3 separate regions of the Sus scrofa genome follow, and all the other regions are linked to region 3. The links are chromatin contacts, called in public promoter capture Hi-C maps. All regions are on one chromosome and are shown on one strand. Each heading gives the region's core, a stretch centred on a gene start, on an enhancer-like site or on the middle of the called end of the contact. The rest is flanking DNA. Distances are from core to core; before and after follow the strand shown. Region 1 holds the start of STAT2 (signal transducer and activator of transcription 2). Region 2 holds the start of PAN2 (PAB-dependent poly(A)-specific ribonuclease subunit PAN2). Region 3 holds the start of STAT6 (signal transducer and activator of transcription 6, interleukin-4 induced).

Region 1 (3,037 bases), core at 167-2,666, 670 kb after region 3:
GACCTCCTGACAGCCATGGCTGGATCGTCAGGGGGGCCCTGGGGAATACTGATCAGTACTTCACTTAAACCTGTAGTGAAGTCTGGGATTCATCGTGTGATCCAGTATTACAATGAGAGAGAGGTGAAAACCCCTCCACCAGAGACCAGCAAGGAGGTCTTGGGGAGCACCATAGCCATGGGTGACCTGGAAGAAACAGCTACCGTGACCCCTTTGGTGTCAGAAGTAGTAAGTTCACCTCCTTACTGGTGGTGGACCTTATTCAAGGGCTACAACTCAGATCCTGGCTTTGGGAATCCTGCGATATAAAAGAAGGTGGTAAACACATTGGCTAGATCTAATATTCTGACAAGTTTGTATGTGCGTGTTCAAAATCCATATATCTAATTTGTTATCAAGGAGGAAGGCAGTGCCGTAAAATGTAGGAATTTCAAATTTTGTTGTTCAGAATCAGAGGATTTGACTTAGAATCCAGGTTCTACTCGTTAGAGCTTTGATCACTAGCTAGTAATTTCACTTCTTTCTCCAAACTCAGTTTTTTAAATTTCTTTCTTTTTTTTTTTTTTGCCTTTTTTTTGTTGTTGTTGTTGCTGTTGTTGTTGCTCCCGCGGCATATGGAGATTCCCAGGCTAGGGGTTGAATCGGAGCTGTAGCCACCGGCCTACGCCAGAGCCACAGCAACGCGGGATCCGAGCCGCGTCTGCAACCTACACCACAGCTCACGGCAACGCCGGATCGTTAACCCACTGAGCAAGGGCAGGGACCGAACCGGCAACCTCATGGTTCCTAGTCGGATTCGTTAACCACTGCGCCACGACGGCAACTCCCAGTTTTTTAAATTTCTAAAGTGAGGATAATGATTTTCACCTCAATGAGTTTTGTGGAAATTAAAAATTATACATTGTGTAAATGCTTAGCACAGTGCCATCAATAAACAGTTTTTTTTTGTTGTTCTTATTACTTAAGCCCTCCCCTTCCTGTCCCAAAGTAATGAAAATCAAAATCCATTTCGCTTGTTAGTTTAGCGCCTCTGAGCGCATGAGCGAGTCTCACTTCCGCGGCTTTTTTGTGGGTTCTCGGAAATCAGCTGTTTCAGTCCTGCGCTGTTCTTTTAGTTGGACACCTCCCTCCCGCAGACATGGGGCGGGGCTTACTTGAGAATGTCTACCAATCAATGCAGCTGGAGGAGTGGTTTAGGCTCCTCTTGTCCCGCCCCGCGGAGAGGGAGGAGTCGTGGTAGCGCCAATGAGCTCACAGCCTGCGGAAGAACTTGGCTGAATGGCAGCCAGTGTCAGGGTGCACAGCTGGGAACGGCGAGCTCCAGAGTTCAGCGGCTTACCCAAGCTTGCAGCAAGGGGGCGGGGCCGAGAGGCGGGCCGAAGTCGAGGGCGGCGCGGGAGGCCCTTGTACTGGCTCTCACTCTGGGGACCGGAAGCCTGAACCCGAGCTGCTGGCATAGAGCGGGTCTGAGACCCTAACAAGGTATGGACCCTCAGAGGGCGCGCGGGGGTGTGGGTGGAGGCATGAGTTTCTTCCTATGTAGGGAGGCAGGCCCCGGCATGTACGTCCCGGAGGGGTCGGACTCTGTCTCCAGGTTGAAGTGGGAGCTGTCAGCTACTTCATCCTCCTGTCCAACCTAGATCCCCAACCCTAACTTCCCCTTCCCAAAATACCCCTGCAACTTCCGAGACCCAAAACCTGGCATCAGTTGCATTGGTTCATTGTCTTAGCCAAAGCTTTTACATTCTGGTCTGTGTTATTTTTGATCCTCATCAAACAAACACTCCACTGTCTAAAGGTATAATCCTTATTTGTTAATGTTAAGATACGGAAAGGTGAACCGATTTACCTAAGGTCACACAGTTCATTTCAGAAAAGCTTATTGAGCAGGAAATAGGCACCTAAAAGAGTGACAGATTACTGGAGAAAAAAAGAGTTTACAGCCCTTAACCTCAGTGTTTGTAACCAATTTGGGAAGACCAGATATTTGGGGTTTGTTTTTCATATTTAAGCCTTAGGGTTTACTTGCCAGCTTTCTAATACCAGCTTTCTAATACCAGCTGATTCGTTTTTTTGGGAACTGGGGTCTCATCTTTGTTTTTGGAAGCAAAACCAGTACACAGTTTAAGAAGTCAAGTACCACCAAAGGGTAAATGAAATGAAAAATAGGAGCCTCTGCCCAATCCTTTCCTTACCCTGTTCCTACTGCCCAGTAGAAAGGCAGCTCATGAATATTCATACTGGTGGAAAAGAATCTCTCCACCCCAAGCATTTGATTTGTAGTAAAATCATGTGACCTTTTTTTAGACCACAAATGTGGGTGTTGATTCTTTTTTTGTTAGGCTCAGGCAGTAATAAGTTTTGATTTCCTAACAGACAGATGGCAGTGGGCAGGGAAAGGTACAGAGAAATATTCTTTTTCCTTACCCAGCATGTTTGGTGACAGGCAAAACCCACTTTTGAGTGAAATGTCTCACAGAGTTGATACTCTACATGAAGAATTGAAGATTGACAAAGATCATCGTAAAAGTGTCACAATCTTAGGGTTGAGTTACGCTTTGCATAGTGTTTAAGCATCTTTTAGAATGGAGCTCCTCCTTCCAACATGGAGAGCAGCTTATAGCATGTACCTTATCTCCAAGGAGGTTTCAGCCCCTGATAAAGCTTTGGGGCCAGCAGGGTAATGCTGAGATAAATACTTACGACTGACCTTTAAATGCTCCAGCATAAATGAATACAAACACAGACAAATAAATTTAAAATAAATTCATTGAAGGAAATAGATGAAATAAAGCTCATAGAAATATTCAATGTTTCGGAGTTCCTGTTGTGGCTCAGTGAGTTAAGGACACCACATTGTCTCTGTGAGGATGCTGGTTTGATCTCTGCCCTTGTTCAGAGGGTTAAGAATCCCGTGTTGCTGTGGCTATGGGGTAGGCTGGCAGCTGCAGCTGCAATTTGACTCCTGGCTGGGGAACTTCCATATGCCACAGGTATGGCTGTAAAAAGAAGAAAAAAAAAATTCAATGTTTGTTGA
Region 2 (2,871 bases), core at 136-2,635, 690 kb after region 3:
CATCTCCTCCTGCCTGAGTAAAAACCAAAACAGAAGCATGCGTTCATCTCTTAATAGGATGGTTAGCTGAGTTTGGAATGAAGTTTGGTCCCCACCTGATGCCCTCAATCTAAGAATAAGGGGGCTTTTTCTTCTCTATTGGGAACATTTTGATTTCCACTGGGAGAGAATGGATATGAAAGCACTTTGTGAACTATGAAGCCACATAAGTTCAGTATAAGGTATTATTTTTCCCTCACCTCAGGCCTCACTTTGGAGGATAGGAGGGCTATGGGAGGGCGAGAGCTGTTGCTAAGAACCATCTGACTGCTCAACTTTAGTGGCCCAAATTTCATGGGCTCTGTGGAATTCAGGTGATTTGGGGCGGGGGCGTGGGGGGGGCAGTATAAGCCAAGGCTAGAAATCCAACTGTCATTCCAATACCCAGCCCCTTCCCCGTGGCTAGAAGTCCAGGAGTTCTGGGTGGTTGAAGGTGCACAATGTCAGTGACCCCGGCTCAGTCCTTCAGCCTGTTGCATCCGTGGGTAAAATCCACTGATACTGATTTCATCACCATCCCTGATGCAACATTAAGTGAAACAGCTGAGACTGTGAGGTTGGGCGTGGGTGTGGAGGGTGGTCCAAATCTGGGACTGCCCCAACCCCAGTGGAGGGTCCCAGGACAATTTGGACGTCAGAATGAGGCCATGGATGACCACACAGATAGCTCCCAAAGCCTTCCCAACAGCTTGATCCTTTTTCTCTGAAAAACTTACACTTGACAGAGGTCTCCCTTCCCTTAGGACTATTCAGAACTGCCCAATGAAATTACAGATTCAAATATGACTCTGTGGTAAATCCATCCTTTAGGTAAAACATTTCCAGCATCAGAGAGATTACCTCAGTTTGAAGGAGAAATGGTTTGCCTTTCTTTACATCGGTGGATACACATGGAATAAGGAAATTGAGGTTGGGTGGGGGTAGGAGAGCTCACCTCAGGTTTGTATAATGTGTCCCATGCTTTTCCCACCTCTGGTTCCCATTCTGGGAGCCCTTTAGGATAGGAGATGGAAGGTGAAAAGGAGGAGGAGGAAGTGGAGCCCTGGGGGATGGGATGAGAGGGACAAGGGTGAGTTGGAGGCACGGGGCTTTGTTTCACTTCCTGGTGCTTCGGGAGTTGGATAGGAAGCAAGGTTGGCGGGGCAATTGTGGGACTGTTCTGTAACAGGAACTACTTCCAGGACTAGATCTGACCTGGAGCTGCAAGGAGCCCTTGACGTCAGCAGGACCTCAACCGTTATGCAAACTACATTGACAAGACACTCCCAAGCAGGCCTTTCCAGTTGGATCCCCAGATGCCAAATCCAGTTGAAGTTTCCCCAATTGGTTAATAATGACGGCTTATCTCACTTTAAGCCAGGTACTTGATTTAAGCACTTTTCATGTATTAAAATCATTTATTTCCCATAACCCAACAAGGTATTATTATCCCCATATTACAGATGAGGAAACTGAGGTGCAGAGGTAAGTAACTTGCCTAAGACCACAGAATGGTCCTCCAACTAACTGGACAGAATTACAGTGCAGACTTCAGGTCCTGCATTCTCAGTTGTTCCATTCTAATGGACACTGTGAAGCAGACACTGAACACCCTAAAAAAAGTAGCTCATTTCTTTATTTAGTCTTTTTAGGGCCACACACATGGCATATGGAACTTCCTGGGCTAGGGGTTGAATCTGAGCTGCAGTTGCCAGCCTACACCACTGCCATAGCAACACCAGATCCAAGCTTTGTCTATGACCTGCACCACAGCTGGAGGCAACGCTGGATCTTTAACACTCTGAATGGGGCCAGGGATTGAAACTGCATCCTCATGGATACTCGTCCTGTTCATTTCCACTGAACCGCAATGGGAACTACTAAAGTAGACCATTTAACTCAGGTGTCTCTGGTACCTCAGGCCCTGTAATTCTCATTGTGAAGTTTCTCCTAATTTTTTTTTTTTTAAGGGCCACACCTGCGGCATATGGAAGTTCCCATGTTCCCAGACTAGGCGTCGAATCAGAGCTGTAGTTGCCAGCCTACGCCACAGCCACAGCAACGTAGGATCTGAGCCGTGTCTACAACCTACATCACAGCTCACGGCAATGCCAGATCCCCAACTCACTGAGCGAGGACAGGGAACAAACCTGCATCCTCATGGATACTAGCTGGATTCGTTTCCACTGTGCCGCAACAGGAACCCCCAAGTTTCTCTTAATTTGAGACTTCAATATGTAAATTTCTCAACCGTAAAAAACTGTCCCTGTTTCTCAGCACTCATCTTTTTTGCAAGATTTTATTTTTTTAAGGCCACACGTGTGGCATATGGAAGTTCCCAGGATAGGTTTCAAGTCAGAGCTGCAGCTGCTGGCCTATGCCATAGCCACCGTAATGCAGGTCTGTGACCTACACCACAGCTCACAGCAACATCGGACACTTAACCCACTGACTGAGGCCAGGGATCGAACCCACATCCTAATGGTTACTAGACGGGTTCATTACCATTGAGCCATAACAGGAACTCCTTTGTAAGATGTTAAATCTAGGGACCCTCTCTGAGTTAAGGTGTTTTTCTCTGAGGTCTATGACATCTGACTAAGTCTAAGACCCCTTCCTTACAGAATCCTGGAAGTCTAAATTCTTGGGTGATTTTATGAAGGTCTACTTGTCTTGAGAGAGAGAAAGAGTATTTATTTATTTATTTATTTTTGTCTTTTGTCTTTTTTGTTGTTGTTGCTATTTCTTGGTTCTTGGGCCGCTCCCGAGGCATATGGAGGTTCCCAGGCTAGGGGTTGAATCGGAGCTGTAGCCACCGGCCTACGCCAGAGCCACAGCAACGCGGGATCCGAG
Region 3 (2,712 bases), core at 19-2,518:
GAGCTGGGCTTTGGGAATCTGTTCAGACACCAGGGGGCAGCATAGGCCTGGCTTTGGCCCCTGAGCCCAGCCCTGTTTGGGGAGAAAGGAGGGGAGTAGAAACCACCTCCCATCTTCCACCGCCCCTCAGAGACCACCCTTTGCCCACACCACTTCTCAGGTTTAGGGGCCTGAATAGCTCTCGGAGTCCCTTGGCCTTCTCCAGCTCCTCCTCCAGCAAAAGCTGCAGAAACCATCCACTAGTTATGATGATGACTCAGAAGCTGAGCAAGCCTTGTGTGTGAGTGTGTGTCCCCTTGTGACTGCATGTGGCTCTGAGTGCAGACATGTCTTCGAGACTGCCTGCACGTGTGTGTAAGTATGTGTGCGTGTTGGGGGGGGGAATCTTGTGGCCAGGGAAATTGTGTATGTGTGTTTGTTTCTGGGTGTGTCTCAGTGTTTACCCCAGAAACAGTTGGGAACTTTGCCAAGGCTGCACAGCAGATTCATATTCAAACTTGACCCTTGGGAATCAGGCAGCAACTCCAGCTTTTGCTGGCTCCCACCTGGGTCTGAGAATAGTCCCCTGTGAAGAGGGGGCAGAGATGACTTTCAGTCCGAGGACCCCTGGAGTCCTCCAGCATTCTGAGCTTCTGGGTCCCCTCCCCCACACGCTCCCGTCAGCGGTCACGAGACCTCTAAGGCGGTCCCCACCTAGAAGGGAGGGGAACCTAGGAGTTCCGGACGGAGTAGACTGGAGCTCCTTGCCTGCTTTCAGGGTCCTCCACTGGAGGGAGCGCAGAGCCCTGAGGGGTTTCGTCTTCCAGAGGCCCCGGGGGGAGCCCAGTCCCTGGTGAGCCCAAACTCCAGCCCCTGCGAAAGTTTTGAGTATGAGAGAGGCAGTATGTCTCTACTTGACATTAGGTGACTTTCTAGAGAAAAGTTTATTGCTTTTATGGGGGACAGGGTAAATGGGGATCAACCTCCCTTCCAGCCAGGCCCCAGGGCCCCCCAAATCCCAGTCCTGGCTCCCCTCACCCCATGCTCCCCTCCCCGGGACAGGAGGCAGATACGCTCACCCCACTTTCTTCCTCTTCCTCCTCCAGCCCACTTTCTCTTCTCTGTGTCGTCAGAGGTCCAGGGAGGGACCTGGGTAGTCGGAGAAGCCGGAAACAGCGGGCTGGGGCAGCCACTGCTTACACTGAAGAGGAGGACGGGAGAGGATTTTGTGTGTGTGTGTGTGTGTGTGTGTGTGTATGTGTGACTGTGTGTGTGTGCGTGTTTTCTTTTTAGTGGTGCTGGAGGGAGGGTGCTAGCAGGGCCAGCCCTGAACCCGCTGGACAGAGCTACAGACCCATGGGGCCTGGCAGTGCCCGCTGAGAGAGGGAGAAGACAGCAGAGGGGTTGCCAAGGTGAGGGGATACCTCCAGGAGGGGGGGTTGGGGGGCATCTGACTATGAGTGTGTGGGGGGTGGGGGAGGGCCTCTCAGAATCCTCCCTGGGCAGAGTGGATGGTCCCCAAGAAATTGTTTCAGCTGGGGCTGGTCGCTGGTGGTACTGAGTTTTGGCAGTTTCGAAATATCAGAGGAATCTGGGCTGGGTACAGGCCTAGCACTTCCCCCCTCAACCCCTCCATGCCGTGGTTCACTTTTTCCAGCCCCTCCCTCACCCCCACCCCCACCCCCGCGTCCCTGCACCTACAGGGACGCGCAAAGGCAGGGAAAGGAGGGAAAGGAGGTGTCCCTCTGCCGTCTGCGGTGGGGGAAAGTGGCTGCCCCTCCCTGGTAGGCTGATGCCTGGGCGTAGTGGGTCTTGACAAACCCCTACCAGGCCCCCCCATAAAGGTTCCCGTTCAAGGGTGTGGCTAGGGGGTGAGCGAGCCCCAGATGTAGACCTCATGGTGCCCCAGAGGAGGGGGAATTTCCCCCTCAAAACTGCTCCACGCTGGTCCCGGCGCGTCACGGAGTTAACCCTCCTCGTGCTGACCTGGCTCCGCCTCCCCGCATCCCTCCCCGCCCCCACCTCCACATACACACATTGGGCAACTCGGAGAAACTCTTTTGACTTTTGATCCTGTGGTCCCACGGTCAGAGGGCTCAGGAATGTCGGAGTTGAGCTGAGGTTTAGGCCACGAAGCCGGGCTGATGAAGATCCTGGACGTGGGGCTTCCCTTCCCTATTGGGAAGGCAACACTGGCCCCGCCCCCTCACGCCGGGGCTCCTCCCTCCCTGCGGCTGTTCAGCGGGGCTTAGAGCAGAAGGCGTCTCTGGCCTGGCAGGCCAATGGACACGGCCTTGTTATTGTGTGTGGGCGGTGGGTGTGGGTGGGGGAAAATCTAGCCCCTTGCAGTCTGGGGATGGAGGGGGGGAAGATTTGAAGCCAGAGCCGGGACAGGAAGCTGGCCACTCAACAAGAGGATGTAGAGGAAAGGTGGGGCTGCCTATGGCTTAGGGGTCATCTCAGTCCCCAGTAGGGTAGGGGTAGAGGGTCAAAGGTCTGAACACCTTGAGAAACGAGAGAGGAAGGGACAAGAAAGGAATGGAGTCCTCCCTTGGGTTGAAACACCAACCGAAAGGCGCCCCACCCCAAGGCGGGCGTAGAGAAAACTCTATTAGAGGACCCTGAGCAGGATGGGGGAGGATTCTGCCTTTGGGAGAAAAGAGCTCACGGGGAGAGGGCCTGCGGGGAGGGACTGGAGTGTCTAGAAAAGGGGCCCCTCTGTTCTCCATCCTT

The links. Promoter capture Hi-C pulls out the DNA fragments that hold promoters and counts their contacts.
Region 1: a contact with region 3 is called in a promoter capture Hi-C map of fetal liver, with 2.9 times the contacts expected there. The contact joins the promoter of STAT2 here to the promoter of STAT6 in region 3. A contact is called at or near these places in 1 of 5 promoter capture datasets (fetal liver) and 1 of 2 datasets of contacts at active chromatin or transcription factors (skeletal muscle).
Region 2: a contact with region 3 is called in a promoter capture Hi-C map of liver, with 11 times the contacts expected there. The contact joins the promoter of PAN2 here to the promoter of STAT6 in region 3.

What each region holds. Positions count from the first base shown.
Region 1 is chr5:21,747,339-21,750,375 of Sscrofa11.1, reverse strand. It overlaps STAT2 (signal transducer and activator of transcription 2), which reads left to right and starts at 1,416. Exons shown (of 24, transcript NM_213889.1): 1 at 1,416-1,482.
Region 2 is chr5:21,729,042-21,731,912 of Sscrofa11.1, reverse strand. It overlaps PAN2 (PAB-dependent poly(A)-specific ribonuclease subunit PAN2), which reads left to right and starts at 1,385. Exons shown (of 20, transcript XR_002344302.1): 1 at 1,385-1,399.
Region 3 is chr5:22,420,004-22,422,715 of Sscrofa11.1, reverse strand. STAT6 (signal transducer and activator of transcription 6, interleukin-4 induced) reads left to right here and starts at 1,268. Exons shown (of 22, transcript NM_001197306.1): 1 at 1,268-1,391.